Linked DNA regions of Mus musculus: region 1 is linked to region 2. A link is a contact called in public Micro-C data. All regions are on one chromosome and are shown on one strand. Each heading gives the region's core, a stretch centred on a gene start, on an enhancer-like site or on the middle of the called end of the contact. The rest is flanking DNA. Distances are from core to core; before and after follow the strand shown. Region 1 has its middle 66 kb from the start of Gm34596. Region 2 has its middle 69 kb from the start of Lonrf2.

What was found. Hi-C and Micro-C count contacts between places; a contact is called where the count stands out from the background.
Region 1: a contact with region 2 is called in a Micro-C map of the G1E-ER4 cell line, with 4 times the contacts expected there. The contact joins two enhancer-like sites. A contact is called at or near these places in 3 of 15 datasets of contacts at CTCF or cohesin (CD8 T cells, large pre-B cells and pro-B cells), 8 of 484 Hi-C or Micro-C datasets (the G1E-ER4 cell line, the HPC-7 cell line, bone marrow-derived DN2 thymocytes and 3 more) and 2 of 115 datasets of contacts at active chromatin or transcription factors (DN3 thymocytes and the HPC-7 cell line).

What each region holds. Positions count from the first base shown.
Region 1 is chr1:38,694,945-38,697,934 of GRCm38.p6, forward strand. No RefSeq gene overlaps it. Among named protein-coding and RNA genes, the nearest start is that of Gm34596, 66 kb to the left of the region's middle. Within about 2 kb of position 1,462, at least 16 of the 459 cell types and tissues checked have an H3K27ac peak or open chromatin away from gene starts, as enhancers often do. A contact at or near this core is called in the G1E-ER4 cell line, where this site is marked.
Region 2 is chr1:38,766,068-38,768,884 of GRCm38.p6, forward strand. No RefSeq gene overlaps it. Among named protein-coding and RNA genes, the nearest start is that of Lonrf2, 69 kb to the right of the region's middle. Within about 2 kb of position 1,369, at least 71 of the 459 cell types and tissues checked have an H3K27ac peak or open chromatin away from gene starts, as enhancers often do. A contact at or near this core is called in the G1E-ER4 cell line, where this site is marked.

The DNA of each region.
Region 1 (2,990 bases), core at 212-2,711, 71 kb before region 2:
GTGAGTAGCACTTTCTTTTTCTAAATGTTCACTTAGGAAGCCGTGCAAGAGTGATAGAAACATCCTGCTGGGCTCTTTGGGAGGAAGCTGGAGTCCACAGCTCATTAGGGATGTGACACAACATCAGTGGTCAAGCTCAGGATTCAACCTAAGTCCTGGCAGTCAATGGGCAACCTCAGTCCTGGTGGTCAACAGCTCCAGGGACTTTGGGATTCTCTCTGCACTGGTTCACAAAGAGGACACAGAGCAGGCTCAGTGGATAAGAGCACTTGTAGCTTTGCAGAGGACTTGTTGTCAGTTTCCAGACCCACATGGCAGTTTGCAACTTCACTTCCAGGGGTTCTGATACCCTCTTCTGGCCTTTGTGTGTGCACTGCATGAATATGGTTCACAGGCATGCAAGTAAAACGTCCAGATGTATAAAATTTAAACAGCAACAAAAACAAACAAATAAGCAAACAAAAGACTGGATCTCACTATGTAACCCAGGCTGGCCTATAACTTGCTATATAGCTCACACTGTACTATTATTGCCACCTTCCTGTCCCAACCTGCAGAACTGTGGTTACAGGTGCCCCCACCCATGCCCAGAGAAACAGTGTACTATTGCTTTAATTCCTGTAGCTAGAGCTAAAGAAGTGAGTCATCTGATATATTAAAAAAAAAAAAGTCTAAAAAACTTAGTTGTTCGTCTTGCACTGTGATAGCCCAAATGTCCATACTCATGGCTAAAAGTCACATGATCAACTATCCTGATTTTCCTAGGGCTGAAGGTTTCTGAGAACTGGAGATTTTCACAGAAATACTGGGAATGGTCACCTTCATGCCATTTCAATATAATAATAATAATAATAATAATAATAATAATAATAATAATAATAATAATAATTTACCTTGGATTCTTACTGGTTGACGTTCTTTTGGCAACCAACAACCAGGCTGTCTTCTACATTTTGTCCCTGGCAGCAACTCAGGCCACAGTGAAGCCATACCAGGGCCCACATTCCCACATTCCTTTCTCATTAAGTGGTGGCCTTCTTCCCAGGCATTCTGGGATAATTTGCTTTGTTGTTTAATGGGGGGATGTGGGCAGGCTCTTTAACCACCGCAGGTGGGGGGACTCAGGCACAACTCAGGAAGAGTGTGTTCCCAGAGGGGAAAGGAAGAACTCCTCTGCGTGCCTGGACTCTTCCTTCTAGGAGGCCCAGCTCCTCCACACTTCCATTATGATGTCTGTCTGCTCAGGCCTGGAAGAAGAGCTTCCTGCTGGGGAGAGATCATACGGCTTCCTCTGCTGCATGCGCTGCCTCACATCTGTCACACAGTGTGCACAAAGTAGCTTTCAATTCCTAAACTAACTTGAAATTCAATGCCAGCTAGCCCATGCCTTGGATTTCAGCATAGTAATTGGGCCACTGTCCAAGTCTCTAACGTGTGGCATCAGAGCTTTGCCTTGGGCTGTCTTTGTCATTTGGCTTCCTGCCAGCTGCTGTAATCTTTTCTTCACGTGAGTGACTTGGGAGATACACATCAACGCCAGTCTCCGGCGAGATGGTCCTGCCTCAGCTCTATCCACAATCTCATTTCCAGTAACAGCTCAATCATCCAGGGCAGCAGACAGGTCCCGATGGCAGGCGCATCGAGTGTCATCAGACTGGGCAGCAAAGTGAATTGACAAGCGCTGGAGGCCACTCATTTCCTCAGCCTCTGCTGGCACCAGCTAATGATCTGCATCGACATCTGAGCTAAGCCCTGTGAAATAAGGCCTTGCGCAGTGGCTGCTAATTCTAGCCACATCAGCAAAGCGAGCAGGCAGGTGAGCAGCCAGTGAGAAAGACCCTTCTTCTGAATTCAGTTCTTGTTTAAAAAGTGAGTAAAAAAAAATAATTGAGAAAGGAATGAGCCAGGATTTGGAATCATTTGTGTAAAATTCTATTTACATGAAAAGAAGCCGTGTACCAGAATGACGCACTCTAGGGGGTATTACAGACTAAATCATCTCAAGTTCCATCTATGAAACAGAACTCAGCCTCATCTCCTGACACCCCCACACCCCCTCTGTGGTAGAAATCAGTGGTGAAAACCAATTCCTCAGAGGGAAAAAAGATAGAAATATGAAACAAAGTATTGTTTTCTTCTCCTGTCTCTGAAGCACCAGTCCTTCAAAAGAGACATAAAAACATCACTTAAAACCCCAATCCTGATCTATCACAAAACTCTAAGAGTACGATTCTTCCTGGGGGTAAGCTAAAATCGGCTCGGAGGTCCCAGCGTGTAATTATTTTACCATCAAAGTCCAATTGCACTTTCTCACTGTTCGGATCTGTTTGTTTCTCCCTCAGCCATCAGCTGGCTCCCCCCTTACAAAGAGGAGCCTGGAAGGAAATTGAGTCCTTTCTGAGAACTAATAAAAGACCATCTCTCCCACAAGTGGTGTTTGGATTCTGGTTGTCATCATTTGGCTGGAAGAGACTCCAAGAAATGGGAGGGAGATTATTATACAAGAATACATATTGTAGGGAGATATGTGCCTCTTGATTCTGTGTTCCATTCCAGAAACTGAGTGATACAGATCTGAAATGCCTACTGATGCTTGCTCATGAGAGGGGGCAGGGTGTGGCTCGACCAGGGAACTTGGTCATCATTGACGAACAATTAACGAGTATTATGAAAAAGGAATGCTGGCATCACCTGGTCTGGCACACTCTCCAGTCTGAAGGATGGGCGGGGGGGAGGTTTCCTTTTCTAAGTTTACTTGATGTACCAAGAGAAACTGTTTCACACGTTCAAAGGTAAAGGATATTTAGGAATATTGCCTAATGACGCACCAGAAGCTCCCCAACTTCTAATGATTGACACTCCTCTTGAGTTTTCATTTTATCATAGTATGAAGCAGTCAGGAGAAATGGTACTTCAAAGCTTGAATCTGGGATTTTTCCAGGTGAGCAACATGGGACAGTAATCTCTGGAAATGCTGGACAGAGGCAGTG
Region 2 (2,817 bases), core at 119-2,618:
CACCAACAGAATCAAGCGCTTCTTTTTTCTTTCTTCCTTCCTTCCTTTCTTTCTTCCTTTCTTTCTTTCTTTCTTTCTTTCTTTCTTTCTTTCTTTCTTTCTTTCTTCCTTCCTTCCTTCCTTCCTTCCTTCCTTCCTTCCTTCCTTCCTTTTTCTCTTCCTTCCTTCCTTTCCTTTTTTCTTTTAATGAAGCTGCCAACTAAGTTGAAAATCCTTTTCATCCTAGCTGCTGCACAGGAGGATGAATGAGGTGAGCTGAGAGCCCCAGCCGCAGACACCACAGACCCAGCAGACACTTCCCAGTAGCAGCACTCCCTGGGGATGCTATTAGTGTCCTGGGTTCTTGTACAGCGAGGGAGACAGGAGAGACTGATTACTATTCAGATCAGCCTCCAGGCCAAGACTGTCTGGAGCTGGCATCTCAGGTAAGTAAAAGGCAGACACTGTGGGCTCAGCACACCCTACACATACACACACACACACACACACACACACACACACACACACACACACTCCGGAGTTGAAAAGGCACAGCTGCTTCTCCAGTGTGTGTGGCTGATTTCTGGGAAACGCCTCTGGCCAATCCCCTCACCAACAAAATAAAAACAACAAACAAACAAACAAACAAAGCCCCGAAGGATGCATATTTGCTGTTTTGCTCTCTCAGCATCCTTTCCACAGCTACCATTCATGACCCCACCTCTATCAAGAGGTCTTCAAGACCTTTCGCTTGTCTTCTGGGAGAGGGCCTCTTACACTGTGACACTGTCCACCCAACTCATCAGGAAAGAATGGACAGCGGCAGCAAGGTCGCTGGCTCTCAAGGGTCAACACAATCCATCAAGTCATTTAAAGTGAGTCCTTGTCTCATACAAAATCCCATTTCCTTGAGTATCAACCCAGCTTTATCTAAACCTCCATCTTCAAGCTGGCTTGTAGGGAGCAGAAGGGCCGTGGTCCATGGGAGTTCAGCCCCCCTCCCCTCGGGAATGTCGGTCTGTGTAAGACTAAACCGTGCTGTATAAATCTTGTCCAGGAAAAGAAAGGAACGGTTGTGGGAGTAGAGTTACCCCAGCTGCTGGGGCCCCATGCGCATGCGCACAGCCCTGGGAGATCAGAGGGGAGCCAGACCGATTGATTCCTGGCCCACAGCGCCCTGTGTGAAGCAAACCCTCCTCAGATTTCTAAGGTTTCCAGGAGGGCAGGTTGGATGGGAGCCTTGCAGTGCTGAGGAGACTGAAGGATGCATTCTACCATGTGGCTCCAAAGATAAGTTGGGGGCGGCAGACTGGATAACAAGCTAGACTCCCTTCTACTTCTGATAAGATAGAGGGCCTCTGTCTTTGAACGTGTTATTAATACTCTGCTCAGTTCTGTGGCCAGTGGGAGAGCGGTGAGCCCGTTCCTTTCATCAGGGTAGCTAGGGCCTCCCCAGGGCTATGGGAGGGAGGTTATAGACAGAGCCCTGGGCCCACGATACCATTCAACATCTGGCTTCTTTCTTGGGCTCTTGGGAGTTTGTGCCCCCCCCCCTCCAAGCCCCAGCTTAGCCTTGAGGCTTCTGCCACAAATGTCTCCCTTGCTATGTAACCAGGTTTAATAAAACATGGATATTGTATAATAAATACTGCATTTTCATGAATCTGCCCGTGAGATCAAGTGCTGTGCTAGAAAATATTATGAAATATGTATCACAATCTCTTACAGCCTCCTCCGAGCATTTTATATAAATCGCTACCTGTCAGAAGGGTTTGTGGAGAGAATCGGGGACTCCATGGAAGGCCCACAGCTTTTCTCTGTTGCTATGAGATATTAATATATTAGCATAACGTTTTTAAAAATGCAAATCCGCCCCTGGTATTCATACACTCTGAGTGGCACCCTAAGAAACACGCCTTCCATCCACTTGAGCAATCACCGCTCCTGGCCCCAGCCCCGCTCCCTGCAAGACCCCTTGCCAAGCAGCAGCCAAAATCTGCTCGACAGTGCCCTCTACTGGCGGGGAATAAGAACTTGCTTCCTCCGCTGCGAGGCTCCTCTTTTTTAAAAGGGTCAGGATCACTTTCTCTGCATCTTCTCTCTCCTTACCTCGCCTTGTCTTCAAGTGAAAGAACTTGTTCTTTAGACCTAGTTAAGGGTGTCACGGACCCTCCTCCTCACACACGCCCGTATGCATCCCCTCTACATGCCCCCTTTTTGCTTTCTTGTGACTCGCTTGAGTTTTTCTGGGAAAACTCTTACCCATTTTCCAGCCTTTTCCCTTCCATTTAGAAGCCAAATACCAACAACAAACCCCAGGATTTTTTTTTTAATGCAAATTTTGTGTTGGTGATGTGAGAGTGCGCAGAGCATGTGCCTGTCTTTTGCCGCGGAGGGAAAAGCAGCATTGCTTCGGTGCCCTCCATATCTGAAGCTCTGGAAAGTTCCTAAAGAAGGTTTTTTTTCCTCCTCATTCTGCTTCTGAAGTGAAACCAACCCACAGCATTGGATGGAGATGCACTTTTGAATATACTGCTGTACTCAACCCGATTATTTTTCTGCTGACCTCCATAACAAAACCTGCTTTGCTGACGCTCTGGCCTAACTCACTGAGAACAGGGCATCCAGCTGTTTGCTAACTGTTCTAAAATGTTGCAAGTTACAATGTATTCCTGGTGTTCTGTCCACATGTGGCAAATTGTGATCTGAGTACTACCCAGTTCTCTGCTGAGGCCCACAGGTTTAGGGCCTCTCTGTGAACCCCCTGAGTTCTTCCTGGCTTTACTCCTAAGCCAGGACCTGACACAGAAGCCTGGTCTTTGCTCGGTGAAACCAGCA